Regions from separate parts of the Mus musculus genome. Here regions 1 and 2 are each linked to region 3. Evidence: chromatin contacts called from public HiChIP or PLAC-seq data. All regions are on one chromosome and are shown on one strand. Each heading gives the region's core, a stretch centred on a gene start, on an enhancer-like site or on the middle of the called end of the contact. The rest is flanking DNA. Distances are from core to core; before and after follow the strand shown. Region 1 has its middle 37 kb from the start of Pdp1. Region 2 has its middle 13 kb from the start of Gm11832. Region 3 overlaps Cdh17 (cadherin 17).

Region 1 (2,928 bases), core at 426-2,925, 140 kb before region 3:
ACTATTTTGCTCCTGAGTTATGTAGGAGAATATCTTTTTTCCTAATTGTCCCAGATTTTTTTCAGATAATCTCTTATCTTTTATGCTACCCTCCAATTTTTAGCAGAGCCTCTGATGGGTCTGAGGGTCTGGAGCTCATCAGGAAAGAGTGGACCTGATCTCTCCACCTCACCCACTAAGATGTTTGTGTCAGTGTCTTTGACAGGCTTTGGTTTCTCCAAAGTCTAAAGATCTGTGACAGACAACCCAGACCTATTGGGAAAAGCAGATGTGATATGCCCTTTCCACTTGGAAAGATAGTGTAGAAGGTTTTCCTGGTGGGTGAAAAGGACAGTACCTCAGCCTTGGCATTGTTGACAGGCCTGGGACAAAGACTGGTCTTAAGAAGACAGGATGATGAGTCCCTCTTTTGCACAACATCCCCAAAGTGGCAGGAGAAAGGCAGCTCTAAGTGACAGCTCTGGGCATCAAGAGTTGGGCAGAAGCAATGGGGAGCGAGCCTCTCACGGAGGACTTGCTTCAGTGCTTTTTTCCATGGAAGGAGCTATGCTGTTGGGCCAACATATCAGGACACCAGGGATCATCAGTGCAAGAGAGACAACACAAATGCCTTATATGGTGAGGAGTGACGGGCAAAGCCAGAAACCACGGGCAGAAACGAGACCCTTCTCTGCTTGCAGACCAAAGTCTTCCACTTTCCCTTTTTGAACTGCCTTAAATGAATTGTTTGTTGTGCTCGTGAAGGACCCGCTGGAAATGAGGCAGAGTCTCAGGATAAAGGTCCGTATGAGCACTCTGCAATTTGAATATTCAAATCCGTTCTAATGAATTTAAAATGTGTCTTTCCTGTGCCAAAGAGTTAAACAGTCCATATTACTTTTAAACTATATTTTGTAGTGGGTAGAGCATGCGAATTGAATAATTTACATTCCTGATGTTCTTTTGAGATTTTTGTCTAAGTTGAAATATTTTAATTGATTTTCCCTTATTCCTAAAGCTATGTTAATTATTGGTAAGTTTAAAAGATAAACACATTTAAAAAGAAATTGAAAAAATACAAAAACATACTGTTTCTAATAACCACAAACACTATGCTTCCCAATTTGAACCAATGAGTCAAACATAAGAATACCTATGAGAGTGCCCATATCAAGCATTGCTGTTTGGTCTATACCTGGCTTACTTAGCACAGGTTATCTTCAGCTTCCATCAACGTGGCTTATAACGGCTCCACGGCATGCTTGGTCACCACACTCCCCTCTTCAGTCAGTTCTCCAGCTCTACCCCTGCAGTTCTTCCAAAATATATGTCCAATCATATCCCCCACTCCGCTTATAACTTAATAATGGCCTCCACAGCCCCAAGATCGAGGCTTTAATGTCCCTGTGGCTCAGAGGTTCTTGATATCCTAGTGCCTGCTTCTTGCAGTCTTGTGATCACCTTGGCCTCTGTGCTCCGGACACAGGGCAGCCTGTTTCTGTGCTTAAGAGTCATTCTATATCTCCGTCTCTCTTCCTCTCTTACTGTCAGGTTGGAACTTGGTCGTTTCCTCTCAAGGCTAACTGCCTTGTCTTTCATCCACAAAGAGCATTTGGACATTTTCAGCTCTGCCAAGCTCTGGTTGCACCTGGACTAGGCAACATTGCCCCCTAGAGGACCTCTAGGTGCTCTGGCTGGGCTGACTCCTGAAATGACCTGAGACCAGAACTGAGGGTGACTCATATGGAGACTGGATCATATGCCACTGTTTCCTTGGCTATTGCTTCTGCCCCAGACTCCCTTTCTTTTGATATTTCAACCAATCTTTTAGACCTTCTCCTTGGGTCCATCCGGATCTCTTAATTTTCTTTGTATTTTCCATTATTGCTGTTTTTCTGTGTTACATTCTAATAGTTTGTTGTCTCTCATCTTTTGGTTTTCCAATCTTCCCTTCAGCCATGTGTAACTTAGAATTAAAATCTTAGGCTTGGCTATTAACTTTTGAAAGATGTAAGGATTAAACTCAATCATCTCAAGCCTGCTAAGCATAAAAAAGGCATCCTGTAGCTATACTATGACTGCACCCACAGCCTGGCTGTTACAATATTTTGAGACAGGGTGTCACAGTGTAGCCCAGGATGGCCTTGAGCTCATGGTTCAAGGTTATGCCAGCCTCCCAAGTGCTGGGATTGTTGCGTTTTTTCAAATAGTAGGATTCCGATTTAGCTCTGTTTCAATTCTGCTGTTACCTTTTAATATACAGACCCCAGATCCCTGTTAAAACTATTAAGCCTATGTTTCATTTATGTTACACAGTAAGCAGAGGTGTATAGTTTGCACATGAGAGTTTCAGTAGTGATGCCTTTTCCTGGTATCTGCTCTTTCTATGTGGTTCCTGACTGTGTCTGGTTATTGTTCATATGAAAAATAGTTTTTAGAAATAATATGAAGACTGGGGCAGGAACATGGTCATACTTAGAACATTTTGAGTATTTATTTTACTTTCTCAAAGAAAGACAGACTGCTGGATGTAGCCAATGATTTAGACGTATTTAGAATCCTGAAAACTTGACTGTATTCTCCTACAAATAGACTTCCAAACTTTGTTTGGAGGTTCTAGCAAGGGATTGAGCCTCTCATAGATCCTTGACCCAAGATGGATCTTCTATTGAGAAAGGTTTTTCTCTGCAAGCATATGTACAGCTTGTCAGGAAACACACACATGGTCTGGGAACATGGAAGAAGGGAACATATGCCTAGCCAGTCAGATTAGCTACATCACCTGCCTAATGGGATGACAGCTATCATAGCCAAATCACCTTTATACCTTGTTTATTTTCACCAGGTGCAGCCATGTGGCACTCCTTCCTTGTCCTCAGAGGATACTCCGTGACTCATAGTGCAAGCTGAATATCTGAGGTAGTGCCAAACTACAACGTCTTTCCAGTC
Region 2 (3,071 bases), core at 17-2,516, 170 kb after region 3:
TTGGTACCAGGAGTGGGGTATTTCTGTGATAAGCCTGACCATACTTTACTCAGAAAAATGTGGATTTTGAAAAGCAGTGGGATGCTTTAAGTGGGGCTTAGTGGGCCATCTTAGTAGGAATGTGGAAGAGTTTATTGCTGAGAGTTCTACAGTTGCATCCAAAGGCAGACAGGAGAAGACTGGTATACAAGAAGATACAAGGGTCTGAAAGCCCACAGTGACACACCTTCTCCAACAAGGCCACACCTCCTAATAGTGCCACTCCCTGAGCCAAGCATATACAAACCATCACAGACATCATCAACATGGCTTCAGGTTGCAGCACAGACTATGGACATCCACATGACCTTTGGTGGTAACACTAGCCATAGGCACCAACACAGACCCTGGCTGAAGCAGGAACAGGGACCCAGACAGACATCAGCGTGGCCTCAGGAGGCAGCTCAGACCCAGTACATCTGTGCGGCATTCAATGGTACCTTGGGCCAGGGACATCAACATGGCTCCCAGCTGCTGTAAGATCACAGACATCCACATGAACCTCGGGCTTCAACACAGTCTGAAGCAGTGGACCGTGAATACCAAAGTGGCCTTGGGGGACAGCACAGACCATAGAGGTCTTTCAAGAGAGGTCTTTCAAGCAGGTTCATTCCAAAAATTGATCTGTTCTTCCTCTTGGACACCCTGCTGTTGCTCAGAACCATGGCAACTGTGCAGCTGGGGAGCCTGTGGAGGGGGCAGGGGGAGGGGCTAAATTGGAGTGCAAGCTCCAGGCTGCTACACACCGCCCTATCCCCTATCGTCCCTACTTGGCAACTACATGTGTCTCCCCCCCCCGCCCCGCCCCCACCCCCACCGTCCACCGCAGGCCTCTCTCACTTCTATTACCACCATAACATTTCTAGTTCTGCACCCTCTCCACCATTTGCTCACTGCTCCGTTGCTCTCTTTTCTATCTCTGTATGGAATATTTGTTCATTGTGACACTGGAAACTGTGGGTGTCATAATACACACACACACACACACACACACACACACACACACACACACACACACACACACTAGCCAAGATGGCTGTACTTGCAAATATTCATTGCAATGAGTCTTTGGTTCACGGTTTCTGGTTTCTGAAGCACCAGACATACTGGACCATTGCTGGCCCCTATTGGAGAACCTGCCAGAGTCATGGTGATCCTGCAGCTCTGGTTCTGCAGGACCGGCCCTTTCACGTGCTCCGGCGGCTCGCAGATGGTGTAGATGTTGGGGTAGACTGACTCAAAGCACTGGATCTGGGCCCAGATTGTAGCTGAGTTGGTCAGCTGTGGCTCGGTACACTTTCTGTTTAATTAAATAATTTACTGCTCATGGCCCTTCACCCACACAAGGAATATAAAACCCGGACAATATAAAATGTTAGAGAAAATCACACCGTGGGGCACATGGATAACTGAAATGGGTTATAGCTTTTATAGCTATCATAAGGGAAACAGGAAGACAGTATGCGAAGGCTGATGAGACAACTGTGAGCTGTTGCTGCCCCCTGCAGGCCATCCACCATAAAACAGCATTGTATATACAAATAGTTCTGGCCAGGATATGCAGATAATTAAAGTTACAGATAATAAATTAACAATATTTTATATAGTTAATTCATTAGTCTTAAACTTTTTCTTCGCATTTTTATTACATTTATTTTCACGGTGTTAGGAGGTATGTCATAGCCTGCGGAGGTCAGAGAACAATTTGTGGAATCTTCTCTCCTACTGCGTGGGTCCCAGTGGTCAAACTCAGATCATGAGACCTAACAGTAAATGCACCTCCCTTACCCACTGAGACATCCCACTGACCCAACTTTATTTTTCATAAACCCCAAAATCTTTGGGGATTTGCTTTGTTTTGAGATTTTGCTCTCAGTAAATATGTTTCTGGCATAAACGGTAGAGGCTCAGAGCTCTTCATACTAATAACTGCTAAAGACAGCCCTTAAACTTTCCTTTAACTTATGAATCAAATATAAAAGTTCTGAAACCACACTGGCTTATGATTGAATTCAGCTCCTTTCATGAAAAGTGATGCTCCTGGAAAGTATTTGAGCTCTCATTTTTCTCCCCTGTAAAATGAAGAAAATAATAATAATAAAGATAATATTATCTAAGTTTTGAGATTGCCATGAACAAAATAAAATAAGGCATATAGATTCAGCAATGCCATTCAGACACATAGTCAGGAATCCACAAATAATTTATTATTTCTAATTATTATTATTATTAAAAGAAAGTATGCATTTTAAGTGACTTCCACACAATCTATGGGAAGGCTGACTAGAGCATCCAGGCCTGCTGACTGCGAGCCAAGTGTCAGACCGTCACAAGGATGCTGACTTGCTCTTCATGCAATTAATATAAAGCTCGGGGTTCCTGGAGATAGCCACACAATTCCCGCAAGCGGCTATCCAAATAGCTCACTGTCAAGTCCTTTATAAGCCCAGCACATCACAGATTAAGGTTACTGGACAATCCTCCAGCATCTAATGACTTCATTGCACTGGAATGACAAAAGTGGTTCAGCTTTTGTTTTTTGTTTGATTGTTAATGTATTTTTAAAGATGTATTTAATTCTATGTGTTTTGCTGACATGTGCCTTTGCACCACACAGATGTGTGCCTGGTGCCTAAGGTCAGAAGAGGGTATAAGATCCCTGGAACTGGAGTTAGGTGTGGTTGGGAACTACTATGTGGGTCCTGGGGATAGAAGCCTCGGGCCCTGTAAGATCTTAACTGCTGAGCTAGCTCTCCAGCCAGATTATACACTTTCAGACAGGGTCCTATACCGTAGCAGAGGTTGGCCTTAAACTCATGACAATCTTCCTGCCTCTACCCACCTTGGGCTGGGATTGCAGGCATCAGCCACTGTACCTGTTTGACAAAGCTGATATTTTCATGACACTGCCTCATAGAAAGTAAGCACATTCCATTTCTCCCTCCGCTCTGAAATCCCCTTTTTAGATGCTTTAGATAAATATCTTTTAAAATATCTATTGCTTGTTTCTATCAGGCCATTTCATTGTCTCT
Region 3 (2,992 bases), core at 149-2,648:
TTCTCTTTAAGATGGTCACTGAATTCCTCTTGACACCTAGTTCTCAGAGGACCAAAGACAATGCGATGTCTCCGAATCTGCACCTCTAGCTCTTGAGAAAACATCTGGCTTCCTCACAGTCACAAAGATAGCAGAGAAAGCTACTGGCATGGGAAGGGCCTCACAAATCCTTAGTAAAAGGAAAACAGACATGTAAACTCACCACATCGGGTACAGTGCTTACCTACGTCAGACACCTCGATACTTAAGTTGTACTGAGGACTGTCTTGCTTCTTCAAGGACTGTTTACTTAACTGAACCTTTCCCTCATATTCACCAATGAGAAAAAGTCCATCTGAGGGAACTTTGGGTGTTTGGTCTACAAGCTTGTATTTCAAAATACTGTTGATGTTGTTAGCTTCGTCCATATCATGGGCCTCAAAGATCCCGATGCTGTTACCTTTGGAGAAGAAAGAACAACAACCACATCAGTTCATCAAGTGGCTTCTTAGGAAACACGGGAACTGTCTGGGGTGGTGAGCAAAGACATTTAGATTTACTTTGGCTCCTTGCATTTTTTCATGGTATGCTTGATTGAACATAGTGGCAGCCAAGACTGCCTGCCACACAGTATTGTTAATTGAGAGACTTAAACAAAAATCAGCCTTCTGGGAGACCTAGACCCTGGACACATGAAATCAAGGTGTTGACAAAACGGCTTTCCTCTAAGCGTCTCTCCCTGGCTATTTCTTCCTCCTCACTATGTAACCTCCTCTTTATACCTTAGCACCCAAATTTATCCTAGGAACTCTGGTCAGATTAGATTAAGGCCCACCAGCTGGGTGTTTGTGGGTATACACATACATACATGTGAATGTGGGAGTCAGAGGGCAACCTCAGCGGCATTCCGTAGAAGCTACCCACCTTTTTGTTGTTGTTCTTGTTGTTTTTCCTTTTGTTTGGTTTTGTTGTTCTTGTTGTTGTTGTTTGGTTTTTGTTTTGTTTTATTTAGTTTTTTTTTTTAAACAGGGTCTCTAGCACTCTCTCTCTACAAAATCTTGCTAAGTATATTTAAGTTGTCTGGCCAGTGAACCCTAGTAATCTACCTGTCTCTGCCTCCCCAGCACTGGGATTACAAATGTACTGCCATGCCTGGCTTTGTGTGTATGCATCAGGGGATCTAACCCAGGTCCTTATAGAGGCAAGGTAAAAAATGTACTGACTGAGCTATCTTCCTAATCCTTCATCGTACCCAGTTCCACATCCTATCCAGTCCCACATCCTACCCCGTTCCACATCTTACCTAGTCCTACATCCTACCCAGACCTACATCCTGCCCAGCCCTACATTCTACCCAGCCCTACATCCTACCCAGTTCCACATCCTACCCAGTCCCACATCCTACCCAACCCACATCCTACCCAGCCCACATCCTACCCAGCCCACATCCTACCCAGCCCTACATCCTACCCAGTCCCACATCCTACCCAGCACTCATCCTACCCAGTCCCACATCCTACCCAGCACTCATCCTACCCAATTTCCTCTTTAAAACATCTACATCTGTATAGCCATATTCTGAAGTACCAAGACTTAGAACTTTATCCTATGAGCTGGGGAGGAAGAACAATTTACCCCACACAAGGAGCAGGACATCAACTTACAGATTTGGTGGGGAGTGACAGTTCAGCATGGTGTACCTCCTGCTCCTCACCCACCCAAAGGAATCTACTTCCACCTCTAATCTTGGTGGGGGGCCCTATTTGAAAATAGGGTCATCAGAGATATAAGCAACTACATTACTGGGGTGAGATCATCCACACACAGAGGGAGGTAAAGAAGAAGAGGAGGAAAGAGATCTGCAGAGTGTTGTCAGCAGCTAGCTTAAGTCAGAGTCAGAAGAGGCAACAGGCTTTCCCACAAGATCCTGTCACCATAATTTCAGATTCCCCATCAGCAGAACTGAGAAGTTCACATTTCTGGTGCTTTATTACTATAGCCCCAAGACACTAACACACTGGACAAATGTCACAGCTAAACTAGAAGAAGCCAATCTTGGGCTACTTCTGAGAGCTTTGTGAACAACTGTAGAGACTGACTCCACTCAAAGATAACACATAAAGAATAGTCACACACGCACACATACACACACACACACACACACACACACATACCACATGCCATGGCCATATGTATACTGTGCCTGTGTGTATTTTGGCCCAGGAGCTCCTGAGGTCAGTGGATGTGATTCTGTGTCCTACCAACTTTGAGCAAGTTCTGATAGAATCTGTGGTCATCCAGATCTATAAAATGGGAAGTGTGAGTTTCCTTTCATGCGGTCAGAATCCCACCTGAGATTTATTCAGATGCCACTATTTGAATTGAATTACACTCTTCATTTATATCAGTTTGCAGCCAAGGCCTTATACAGACACTTACAGGAGTTGGGTTTTAAAGGATGGAAAAGGGAAGAAATATCTCTATCTCTATCACTATGTCTGTCTCTCCTGTCTCTCTCTCTCTGTCTCTCTGCCTCTCTCTGTCTCTCTCTATATCTATAGATCTATAGATCTATAGATCTATAGATAGATAGATAGATAGATAGATAGATAGATAGATAGACATAGATCCACCCATGAGGCATGTGGCTCAGAGCCATTTGGAATTTGTACTCATGTAACAGCGGCTGCTTCTTTCTAAATGTATCATAATTGAGGAAACTTTTCTTTTCCTCTTTTTCCTAAAGAGGACAGTATAAACTTAAGAGGAACGAACCAGTACTTCATGTGTTAACATTTCTACTTGTGTATGTTTTTATAGCTAGCTAAGCAGCAAGCCCTCAAGAAGGAGATGCATTGTCTGTACCTCCCACAGCTGCATATGGAACAAGTTGAATAGAATTTTTCTTCCTTTAAAGAATTCATGAAGTGCCCCACCAGCACTGGGGTAGCTTGGGCGCGGAGTCTGTGGACACCCGCAGGCTACCCACAAGACCCTCCACAGGATCTTAAGA

Evidence for each region. HiChIP or PLAC-seq counts read pairs in DNA pulled down with a chosen protein or histone mark.
Region 1: a contact with region 3 is called in a RAD21 HiChIP or PLAC-seq map of pro-B cells, with 2.9 times the contacts expected there. The contact joins two enhancer-like sites. A contact is called at or near these places in 2 of 15 datasets of contacts at CTCF or cohesin (CD8 T cells and pro-B cells), 1 of 484 Hi-C or Micro-C datasets (Sertoli cells) and 2 of 115 datasets of contacts at active chromatin or transcription factors (CD8 T cells and T-cell acute lymphoblastic leukemia).
Region 2: a contact with region 3 is called in a RAD21 HiChIP or PLAC-seq map of pro-B cells, with 2.6 times the contacts expected there. The contact joins two enhancer-like sites. A contact is called at or near these places in 2 of 39 promoter capture datasets (hippocampal neurons and stem cell-derived epiblast-like cells), 1 of 15 datasets of contacts at CTCF or cohesin (pro-B cells), 2 of 484 Hi-C or Micro-C datasets (LSK cells and embryonic stem cells), 1 of 115 datasets of contacts at active chromatin or transcription factors (T-cell acute lymphoblastic leukemia) and 1 of 9 other capture datasets (embryonic stem cells).

The regions. Positions count from the first base shown.
Region 1 is chr4:11,928,303-11,931,230 of GRCm38.p6, reverse strand. No RefSeq gene overlaps it. Among named protein-coding and RNA genes, the nearest start is that of Pdp1, 37 kb to the left of the region's middle. Within about 2 kb of position 1,675, at least 15 of the 459 cell types and tissues checked have an H3K27ac peak or open chromatin away from gene starts, as enhancers often do. A contact at or near this core is called in pro-B cells, where this site is marked.
Region 2 is chr4:11,626,651-11,629,721 of GRCm38.p6, reverse strand. No RefSeq gene overlaps it. Among named protein-coding and RNA genes, the nearest start is that of Gm11832, 13 kb to the right of the region's middle. Within about 2 kb of position 1,266, at least 40 of the 459 cell types and tissues checked have an H3K27ac peak or open chromatin away from gene starts, as enhancers often do. A contact at or near this core is called in pro-B cells, where this site is marked.
Region 3 is chr4:11,792,932-11,795,923 of GRCm38.p6, reverse strand. It overlaps Cdh17 (cadherin 17), which reads right to left. Exons shown (of 18, transcript NM_019753.4): 10 at 224-439. Among named protein-coding and RNA genes, the nearest start is that of Cdh17, 36 kb to the right of the region's middle. Within about 2 kb of position 1,398, at least 49 of the 459 cell types and tissues checked have an H3K27ac peak or open chromatin away from gene starts, as enhancers often do. A contact at or near this core is called in pro-B cells, where this site is marked.